Regions from separate parts of the Capra hircus genome. Here region 2 is linked to region 1. Evidence: chromatin contacts called from public Hi-C data. All regions are on one chromosome and are shown on one strand. Each heading gives the region's core, a stretch centred on a gene start, on an enhancer-like site or on the middle of the called end of the contact. The rest is flanking DNA. Distances are from core to core; before and after follow the strand shown.

Region 1 (5,417 bases), core at 1,386-3,885:
GTTGGGAAGATTCCCTGGAGAAGGGAAAGGCTACCCACTTCAGTATTCTGGCCTGCAGAAGTTGATGGACTGTATGGTCCATGGGGTTGCAAAGAACTGGACACGACTAAGTGACTTTCATTCACTCACTCACTCAGAGAGGCGACTTCAAACCAGACCGGCTGCTGAGCTGTCCACAAGACTAAGAAACTAGCAATAGCTGCATGGCTCTCGTGGGGGAACTGGTAAACCAAGGCCATGTCAAAACAGTCTACCTTGCAGCCACGAGTGATGCGGTGACAAGGAAAGCAGCTGAGACAGAGGGACAGGAGGAAAAACAGGCTGCAGGGCCCTCTGGGCTCCACAGTGCCCTTCTGGAGCGGGGTCACAAGTACTGACAGCCATCAGACGAGCTCTCTACTCATTCACATGTAGAGGCCCCTGCAGACGTCTCTCCAGGAGTGTCACTGAAGGGATTTCACTTTCTGAAACATCTCTATTTTGTGTAGTGCGCACATAGTATTTCTGTAATCTAGGGGGAAAACAAAGAACAGGCAAAGAGAATTCACGGAAGCCAGTTTCTCAGCACTCTCTTAACCAGGTCTGTGCCCCCGAAGAGAAACTCTGTGCTGTGAAACCTTGGGAAGTGACTGCAGAAGAGGGAGCTGGTGTCTGAAATGCATGTCGTCTCAGAAGACTGGAGAGCTGGCCTGAGCTCAGACCTCCCAGCATCTCTCTCTCCAAGCAGGCAGGGGGCAGATCTGGGAGGGGAGGGGGCCCCAGGCCTCCCTCTGCTCCTCCCCCTCGCTCTGCCTGCTTCCTGAACCACAGCTGTCATCTGGAAAGGAAGGGCCCTCAGCAGCAGGATGCCAGGCGGGCGTTGCCCTGAAGGCACACCCAGGAACACACAAGGCAGGATCTTCAGGGCCCCAGGGTCCCCCTGGAGACCGGACTATAGCACAAGCCTAGCCCACTTCCTTTCAACAATTTACAGCCAAAAGGCCCCTTGGCCCCAACTCCTGGAAAGGCAGGAAGAGAACCACAAAGAACACGGAAGGCCACATCTTTCTGTGCCGATGAACCAACTTTTATATCCCCAGTTTCCAGATGAGAAAAGGGACCTTGTGGGTGCGGGTTTGTGTGTGGGGGGTGCAGTGAGGGCCACAGGTGCACAGGCAGCCTCCTCTCCGGGTCATCAGGAGGACCGAGGAAAAGCAGAGTGAATCACTCTCAGGTAGGATCCAAAGTCTGCCAGAAACACAACAGCCGTCCTCACGCCCCATCTGAACTCAGAAGACACACAACTTCGCAGAGTGAGGACTGACTCTCCCGCCACAGTGAAGCCGGAATGGACTGCTAGGGCAGGGTGACAAGTGGTTTAGGAACCGAGGCCAGTGGCTTAATGTTTATTTCATACAGGGTTCCACTAACCTTGGACGAATTCCACAAAGCAGGTTACTTTTGGTTTTGTGATCTCTATATTAGAAAAATCAAGAAAGGCCTTTCTCAAGAAATAGCTTCTAAAGTCTTTGTTTAGACGTTCAGTCGTGTCTGACTCTTTGCGACCCCATGGACTGCAGCCCACCAAGCTCCTCTGTCCTTGGGATTCCCCAGGCAAGAATACTGGAGTGGGTTGCCATTTTCTCCCCCAGGGGATCTTCCCGACCCAGGGGTTGAACCCAGGTCTCCCCTATTGTAGGCGGATTCTTTACTGTCTGAGCCACCAGTAGACTGCTGTCTGTGCTGCCCCCTTTCTCGGGTTGAATTCCAGCAGGTTTCTTTAAACTGCAGCTCTAAGGATTAGTCTTTTTTGGTAACACTCAGAAAATGATTAACCAGTCGGTTCTTTCTCAAAGACACCAGTTCAGTGCAAAACGGGGAAAGAAAAAAAAAGTCAACAAAACGCTGCTTAAGATAGCAGAACTTGTTTCAAAGAGAGTTCATTCATTTTCTGGGTGGAGTACTTCAGGGCAGGAAAAGAACCGCACACACCCGCCCCCGCCCCCGCCCCCGCTCAGCCAGCAGGGAAGGGGGCGGGGCGGCGGGGCAGCCCCGACGGGTCCAGCCGCCCCCTAGTCCTGGAAAGGACCCGCCCCAAACCCGCTCCGGAGAGGGCCGGCCCAGACCGAGCTCTCCGAGCCCCAGCTAGCCAATCGACCCGGCTGCGGGCGCAGACGCGGCAGACGAGGACGGCGGGGAGCGCGCCCTACGGGGACCCCCGCGGCCCGGGCCGCAGCCTACCTCCCCGGCGATCCGCGGGGACCTGGGGCGCAGGGAGGGGCTGGGAAAGAGGGGGCAGCTGTTTGTAAACACGCCGGCCCCGCCCTGCTCCTGCGCCGGGGCGGGAGCAGGGAGATCCGGGCAGCAAAACCTCAAGGGCCCCTGAGGTTTCCAGCGTGCAGTCGACTCCGCGGCGCGGAGACAAGCGGATGTCAACAGAAATCCTTCCCTGTGACACTTAGATACCAAGAGGGCGGGAGCCCGTCTCAAAGCTACCGCCTTCCCGCAAAGATGCTCCACCCCGTGCGCTCACCGGAGACCCCGTGCGGCCAGCCCCTCCCCAAGCCCCGCCCCTCCTCGCAGCCCCGCCCCCGCCCCCGGGCCAGGCCCGGTTTCGCTCCGGGAACCCCTTCTACCCTAACCCTGGCCCGGATCCAGAGCCGCCGCCTCCCCCAGGCACACAGGCCTCCACACTCGCGAGGTCGCTACTCCAGCTCGACCTGCTGACCGTTGCTTTTATTCAAAATGTTACTGGGAATTATATTTATTCTATGAAGCTCTCCAGGCACAGACCAAAACACTTTCTGCTCATAAAAGCCATCGATGTGGCTGGAATCTCAGCTGATTCACAGTCCCATGCCAGTCTGAGCTAGTTTCGGCGGACGTGCAAGGGCCTTGGAGGGCCGACGCGCTCGGCCTGGCACAGGCCAGTGGGCTCCCGGCGGAGGCACGGGGCACGTGCCTGGCTGGCATCCCCGCCCCTGCCCGGAGGTGCTGCAGGGTGAAGGTGTCAGGGCAGGGCTTCCTTACCAGCTTCCCGCGCTATGCACGCCGCACAGTGCGCCTGTTTCCAGCGTACAACTCGGGGGCTTTTAGTGTCCGGAGTGGCGTGACCACCATCTCGATCCACAACATGGTCATCACCCCAGAAAGAAGAAACCAGGACACGGAGCCGTCACTCCCTTAAACCTCCCGAGTCCCTGACAACTGCTCTCTACTGTCTTCCTCTAAGGCCGTGCCTACTCTGGACATTGCCTGTCAATGGAACCACCCAGCGAGTGCTCTCCTGCGGACCGGTTCCTTTCCTCTGCATCAGGTTTTCAGGGGTCACCAGGTGCCAGCACTTTGCTCCTTTTCATTCTTCACGCTGTGGCTGCAACACAATCTCCCTCCACTCAGGGGCTGAGTTGTTTCCATTTTGGAGGTGGCTATGAATATCGCTGCCCTGAACCCCGCCAGAGGAGTTTTCATGGAGACCTCCAGGACCCAGTGCGTTGCTGGGCAGTTGAGGTAAACCTTTAATGTTTTGGAGAACTGCCAGACTATTTCCCAAAGTGGCTGCCTCGTTCTACGACACATAATTTTTTTATCAATGTACGAGTGCAAGAGCATTTTCACAGCATAGCTTCCTCGTGAACTCAAGCGGAGCCCTCATGCTTCAGGCTGTTCTCAGGGTCGATGTCAGAAAGGGCAGGGAGGTGATGTACATTTCGGGTTTCAGAACAGAGCTATTGCTGGAAACCTGAAAAGAGCTTAGGACAGAATCTCGCTTGTAAATCCCTAAGGACTAAATAAAACAGCGCAGGTGCAGCTGCCGAGCGGCAGGCCTGGCCACTCACTTACTGCTCCTGTCATCCCAGGCCACTGCGGTGTTAGAGGGTGCACTTCATCGCCAGAGGAGACAAGGTCCAAGGAGGCTGCAGAGACCTGCTCCCCGGTCTCCCGTCAACTGGAGATGTGGCCAGAACCAGAAATGGGGTCCCAGACCTGAGTTCAGGGCTGTGGCGAAGGCATGCCTGAGCTCTCTCTGCAAGAGAAACACGCCTGCTCACCGGCCCGGGAGGGAACTGACTCCAGACAGCTCGATGCAAATGACTCCCAGCTGGTCATGGACACCGGGTTGGAGAACACAGGGCACGTGTGAGGCCAGCGACCATGCCGAGATGAACCGACCTCAGCTTCCAAATGTAAACCTTTAAAGGTGCAAAACCAGGGCCCTGCCCGGGCTGGTCAGCCAGAGAGTGACTGTCACTGATGACACGCGCGGGGTGCCGAGCGCAAGCTCTGCTGGGGGAGCGCGGTCAGAGCATGGCCCCCAGGGTCCCTGAGACCGTTTCAGGGGGAACATGAGCTCAAAACTAGCTTCATGTCGACCCTGAGACACGGTCTGCCTCTCCACCTCCAGGGCCTATCTCGTGTTAAAATGTCCTTAACGAAGCAGTAAACTGCTTTAAAGTTTATTAAATCTTGATCCTCAAATCCATGTCTTCCAACATATTTTTACAACAAAAGGGGAAGAAGGCACAGGGCGCTTGGTGTTCCTGGGGGGCAGCTCGCCCCACCCCTCCTCCGAGTCTCTGGTTGTGAGCGTCACCCTCAAGCCTCCCCCCAGGGGTTCTCTTTGTATAGCACGCCAAGGATGAGAACGTTTGAGGACCTGCCTTTCTTCGACACTAGATTAATTTCTAAAACTTTGGAAAGGATTTCTACCAAGTTTGGAAAAACCAAGTCCACCAAATCCTGGTATACAAATCCTCCTTTTCAATAGTTTCACTGTCTGTAAAAAATGGTACCTATGCCTGCTTTCAAAGGCCCTAATGTACAGAATTTCAAACTGGAAAAGTGACTAATTAGGTAGTGATTCACTTTGTAAGATCATTCTCCAGAGACTCGGTTCAAGTTGTCAGGTCCCCTGATGCACTTAAAATAGTTTCAAATTTTCCGCCCATGGCCCATTTTCCAGAAACAGACTCCACAGTGTATCAAGCACAGAACACCCTCTTTGTATCACTTTCCTCTTCCTCAGCCGGGTTCTGGAGGCCAGCGCCCTGGGCTCGCCGGGCAGCGGCGGCGCGGGGCCGGCCGGGCCGCTCACCTGATGGTGCCGGTCGGGGAGGGGATGGGGCTGACCAGGCTCCGGAGGTCCGGCTCCGGGATGTGGATCTTCAGCGGGGAGATCTGTGGGTAGAGCGGCCGCAGCGGGGACGCGGGGGCCTCCTCCTGGTGGTACAGCGACGTGAACTGGATCTTTATCGCCGTGCTGGGGAAGCGGAAGGTGCACCTGCAAGGAGAGGGCAGCGGGCGTTAGGCCAGCGAGGGGAGCGGCGCCCGGCGCGCCGAGCGCAGGGACTGGCCTTGCCGTGCGCGCCCACGCGCCCCAACCGCGCCCCGATGCGCGTCCTTGGCTCCCGGGACAAGGCCGGGCGGGCACGAACCCC
Region 2 (5,417 bases), core at 767-3,266, 35 kb after region 1:
GAGAAAATACTAGCGCATTCACGAATCGGTGAGCCTCGCCTCGCCAGGGCTGCACCCACTCAGTGGCTGGGCAGGGAGCTCTGAAAACAAGACTGCTGGGAGGACGCCCTTCCAGAACCTGACTTTATACAAAGAAGGCTAGCAGACTGGGCCTCCAAGGGCCACAGGGCAGGGAGGGGAGAGGCGCTGTTAACCTGTCACTTTCTCACCAGGGGAGGGGCTGGCCCCAGCAGCAGTTAGTGGCCTGGATGGGGAGTGTGTAGGTTGTGGAAAAGACACAACAGAGAGACAGCAACCACTGGATAAGACAACTCTGTTATTCACCAAGTCCTGGCTTTACAGAAACACAAACCGTTCATGTTTGGAAAACAAAGTTTGTCTACGCCTTTACCTCCTACCCCCCCACACTCCCCAGGCCCTAAACACCAGTAAGTCCTTGCTGATGTTGAAAAATTACTCAGTACAATACTTAACAACCAAACGTGCCGAGATCTTAGAAAGGGGAGAAGGTTACAGAAACAGGCTTTGGGCCCTGGGACTCACCCCACCAAAAAATCCTGCGGACCCAGGGTGCTTATAAAAGCGAGAGTAATTAGTCAGAGACAACTCTGGAACACAGGCACGCTGCAGGAACAGAACAGTGGTGAGGAGCGAGGAGCAACTGCTACAGAGAAAAAGAAAGTGCCCCACGCGGCATGGCTACCTACACGGGGTTTCTCCTGACCCACAGATGGGAGAAACCAAGCACCTCCCGGGTAGGGCGGCCAGGCAGGCTGGGAACCGGAAGGGCCAGGGAACACGAGGGTGTTGCTGAAGTCCCACGGGGCATCGGCCGCCTGTCCCCCAAGCGTGGAGGGTCCCCTTCTCCTTGCCCTGCCTCCTCGCTGGGATGTACCCTCCTGCCCAGGAACCCCAACTGTGCCCTGGATGCCCCGAGTCATGGGGACCCCTGACCTGCGTCCTCAGATACACCAAGGAGAGGATACTTCCGGTCCCCACCCTAGCCCACTCTCCTGTTGTCCCCTCCGGGCCCAAGTTCAGACCCGGCCACTACTGAAGGGGCCTGACCTTCCGGGGTCCCCCGCCCCACCCCAGGGACCCCGCAGACCGCCTGGCGCAACCCTTCCAGCCAGTCCGTTTGAGGGCAACCGCGGTCCAGACAAGGGGCGGGGATAGTGGGTCCCTGGTGTCCAGGTCGTGGGGGAGGGCAAGGGCGACCCTCAACGCCCTGGGCGCCGGCAGGGCAGGCATCAAGAATGACCCCGTGTCCAGATCGGGAGGAGACGGGGCAACACCACGCTCTGCTGGGAGGAAGGGCAAGGGCACCCCTGAAGCCCGGCCCGGGATGGAGGGTGGGGGCTGCCCCTGGCCCAAGGCAGGCAGGGGTCAGAAGGTGACTCCTGTCCAACGCCGGGCGGGGATGGGGCGCGGGGGGCGGGGACCCCAAGCCCAGGGGCAAGGGCGACCGTCAGGGGTCGGAGGGCCGCCCCCGGGGTGGGGGCCGCGGCACTCACTGCTTGGGCAGCTGCAGGGCTGGCGCGCCGCGCCGCTGAAAGGCCCCGTCCACGAAGACGCCGTTCTTGCCGAGGCAGCGCAGGTAGAAGTGCGGCTCCTGGAAGCTGAGCTGCAGGTGGCGCCGCGAGATGAAGCTGGACAGGCCCATGCTCAGGTCCACCGAGCCCTGCGACGAGTTGCGGCCGATGGTGACGCTGGGCTGCCGCATGAGGAACTCGAACTCGCGGCCCTCCAGGCGCGCCAGCGCGGGCCCGGGGCTCCGGCGCACCGAGGCGGCGGCCGCGGCCACCAGGGCCTCGCCCGCCGCGCCCCCCGCGCCCCCCGCGATCGCGCCCGGCGGCGGCGGTGGGGGCGGCGGGGGCTGGGCGGGCGGCGGCGGCGGCGACGGGGCGGCGGCGGGCGCGGCGGGCGGGAAGGCGGCGGCGCACAGCACCGGGCTGCAGGGCGCCGAGCGCAGCGCCAGCAGGGCGCGGGCCCCGCCGTCCTCGCCGACCTCGGCCATGTTCGCGCAGCTCCGGGCGGCCTCCGGCGGCGGCGCGGCGCGCGGGGCGGGGCTCCGGGCGCGGCGGCCGCGGGATCCCGGCCCGGAGCGCTCGGAGCGGAGCCGGCGGGCGCGGCGCGCGCGGGGCCGCCAGGGGGACGTGTCGGCGCGCAGCGCCTAGCCCGCCGCGCCCGCCCCGGGGTGGCGCCCTGGCCGCCGCCGCCGCCGCGCCGGGCCGTGGGGAGCCGCCTCCTCCGGCCCCGGGACGCGGGAGGGGAACCCCCCCCCCCCACACACACCCCGAAGAAGCCGCACTGGAAAGTTTCGATCCTGGGTCACTCGCTGCAGAAAGGGATCACTGACGTCAGCGGCCTCCTGGGCTCTAGAGGCTCCAACTGACACCCCAAAGTGCGATCCTACTTAAGCACCAAGAGTGAGGGGTCTCGCGCTGAAACTGGAGTTTGCTTCAAGGTGCTGGCGACCCCTGATGCTCTGTGTTCCAATTTGGAGTCATCCGTTCACTCAGCAAGTAGCTACAGGAGTGACTGAGGACTCAGGCCAGGCGCCTAGGTCCTTACATCCGTTACAGCGTAATGGGGGGCCGGTGGGGTGGGGCAGGGAGACAGATGCCTGCAGCGGGGTCTTCTGTGAAAAGGCAGATCTGGCTACTTCAGGCATCCTTCAGAAGTGCTTCATGCCCGTTCCTGAATCAGCCAGGGCCCTCTAAAAAAGGGCGGCAGTGTTTGCGCACTGTCATCATTTAATAATTACTGAGGGGGGGAGAAAACAGACCCTTCCTGGTAGAGCTTACACTGTAGTGGCAGATGCAGACAGAAGTCAAGTAACATTCTAACAAATACAAAATTACAGCTGTCAGGCCTTGTTGCAAGGTGACATGTGTAGGAAGATGGGCCCAGCCCCCTCCCCTCCCTCCTCCCCAGGATGGGATGCCTGTCTGCTTACCCACTGTCCAGTCTGGGGCTGCAGGAGGTTTTAACCCAACCGTCATGTGATTGAAAACACAGGAACAAACAGAATTAGTGCTTGTGGTTAGGGGCAAGAAAGACGTTTTTACAAGAAGCTGCAACAAGAGATGGTACTTGTCCGTGGAATCAGGACAAGGTCCTGGGATCCGGGACCCTTCCCTGAGCCATGATACGCTGAAATCCAAGGCTGCTGGGGGGTGGGGTGAGAGCTGGGGATGGCATTCCAGCCAAGGAACAGCGTGATCTAAGCAAAGGGGTGCTTTCCAGGGACTGACAGGTAGCTGGGAAAGGGAAGAGCCCAGATCAGCTGAACCTGACCAGTCAGGTAACTTGGGTCTGATCCCAGAGCAGTGGGAACCCCTGAGAGGGGTGAGCAGAAGGGCAACGCGAGGACCACAAATTCGAAATAGGATCACTGGCTGTTGTGTGAAGCCTGAGTTGCAGAGGGGCCACCCTGACTGTGGGAGGCCGGTTAGGAAACTAGGAGGCCAGGCGAGAGGCTGCATCGGGGTGGTGGAGAGACACCGAGGGCGTCGAGTGGCGTTTATCTCAGACAGATGTTTACAGGCACGCTGGCGGTGGGAATGGAAAACGGTGCGGCCCCTCTGGGAGACAGTGGGGCGGAAAGCACATGAGCATCTGAAATCAGATGAGCATCTGATTCAGCAGTTCCCCTGTTGGGTCTGTGCCCACAAGAACCGAAAGCAGGGTCCTGAGGTGGCATTTATGCTCTCGCCTTCACAGCAGCGGTATTCGGAGTGCCGTAAGAAGCCAGAGGCCCGCCGACCTGTCCAATGGGACATTATTCAGCCTTAAAAACAAAGGGAAGTTCTGACGCACGTGACCGCACGGGTGCACCCTGGGGACGAAGACACTAAGGGAAATATCACGGTCACAAAGAGACAGACGCTGCCCAAGTCCACTGCGCGAGGTCCCTGGCAGAGTCAGGTTCATAGAGACAGGCGGGGGACGTGTGGGCATGTCGCCGGGGGACAGGGAATGAATGGGGAGTTAGTGTTCAGTGGGGACAGAGCTTCAGTTCTGCAAGATGAAAAAGCTCTGGAGGTGATGGCTGCACAACGCTGTGAATGGACTCTACTGAACTATGCACCTAAAATAGTTAAGGGACTTCCCTGGTGGCCCAGCGGCCAATTCGGGGTTGGGGTAGGGTGGGTGGCACTGGGTTTGACCTCTGGTCAGGGAACTCGATCTCATGGGCCGCCACAAAGATCCTTCTTGCCGCGACTAAGACCTGGCACAGCCAAATAAAATATTTTAAAAACTAGTTAAGATGGTAAATTTTACGTATTTTACCACTTTTCAAGAAAAAGTTCTATATACAGCCTCCCAAATTCTTTCCTCTGGCTCATCTGGGGCGACTTCCCACTTCTTAAGGACAAGTCTGTGATATATGAGGGACGCGTGTTTTCAGGCCCCTCAGGCCCAATAACATTAAATGTGAAGACTTCCACGCAGACGGACAGACCTAGACAATTCTTTTCCTGAAGAGCAGCAACATGTCCGTGATAATGGCGGGAGCGTACAGGGCTGACTCATGATGGCCTTGCAGTCCCAGACTCCCATTTAACCTGCAATTCTTTTCTCCTTAAATGGGGAGCCTTCAGATACACTGACAGCTTTGACATAGAGAGGGGTCAGAACAGGGGCAATAAAAAGGCATTAAAGATCCAGAATTGGAGAAAGTGAACTCTTTTCACACTCCCTCTGGGTCTACGGGGCCTGCGAAAGTTGCTTCACGACGCCTTCACACGAAAAAGGAAAAAGAAACGGCTTGCAAGGGAGAACGTGGACAGCCACTGAGCCCGACACCCAGGCTCTCAGTGCAAGCCGTGGGTGCAAGGCCCTGGGCCTGGTCACAGGAACAAAACAGGACACAATTAATGCCGAGACGCTAAACCATCGACAAGAAACATACACCATATTGGGGGGTGACGATGAAGGCCCAGTTAAAAAGAGGCAACAGAGTATCCGCAGAAACAACCCATTAAAATGAAAACCATGGACTTCCCTGCTGGTCCAATGGTTAAGAATCCTCCTATCAACCCAGGGGGGCATGAGTTCAGTCCCTGATCTGGGAAGATTCCATGTGCTGTGAGCCTGCGAGCCTCCGCAGCGAGAACCCCGTGAACTGCACCTAGAGAGTGGCCCCTGCTTGCTGCAACTAGAGAAAGCCTGCACACAACACCGAAGACTCAGTGCAGCCAAAGACAGTAAATAAAAAATAAATCTCTTTCACTAAAGATACAAGTGTGACAAACAAGCCCAGGAAAGGAAGCTCAGCACCATTCATTGTTAGGGAGCAGATTAAAACCACACTGGTCTTAATCTCATCCGTTTTAAGTTCATCTATTACATATTAAAATTGATGAGAACTTCTAGAATTCTTCCACAGGGCTTGGAGAATTCAAGATTGT

The links. Hi-C and Micro-C count contacts between places; a contact is called where the count stands out from the background.
Region 2: a Hi-C map of blood shows a contact between it and region 1, with 5 times the contacts expected there. The contact joins the promoter of FOXK1 here to the enhancer-like site in region 1. A contact is called at or near these places in 2 of 5 Hi-C or Micro-C datasets (both in blood).

The regions. Positions count from the first base shown.
Region 1 is chr25:40,076,091-40,081,507 of ARS1.2, forward strand. It overlaps FOXK1 (forkhead box protein K1), which reads right to left. Exons shown (of 9, transcript XM_018040701.1): 2 at 5,075-5,260. Among named protein-coding and RNA genes, the nearest start is that of AP5Z1, 22 kb to the left of the region's middle. Within about 2 kb of position 2,636, at least 3 of the 5 cell types and tissues checked have an H3K27ac peak or open chromatin away from gene starts, as enhancers often do.
Region 2 is chr25:40,112,149-40,117,565 of ARS1.2, forward strand. FOXK1 (forkhead box protein K1) reads right to left here and starts at 2,017. Exons shown (of 9, transcript XM_018040701.1): 1 at 1,515-2,017. The coding sequence starts at 2,017.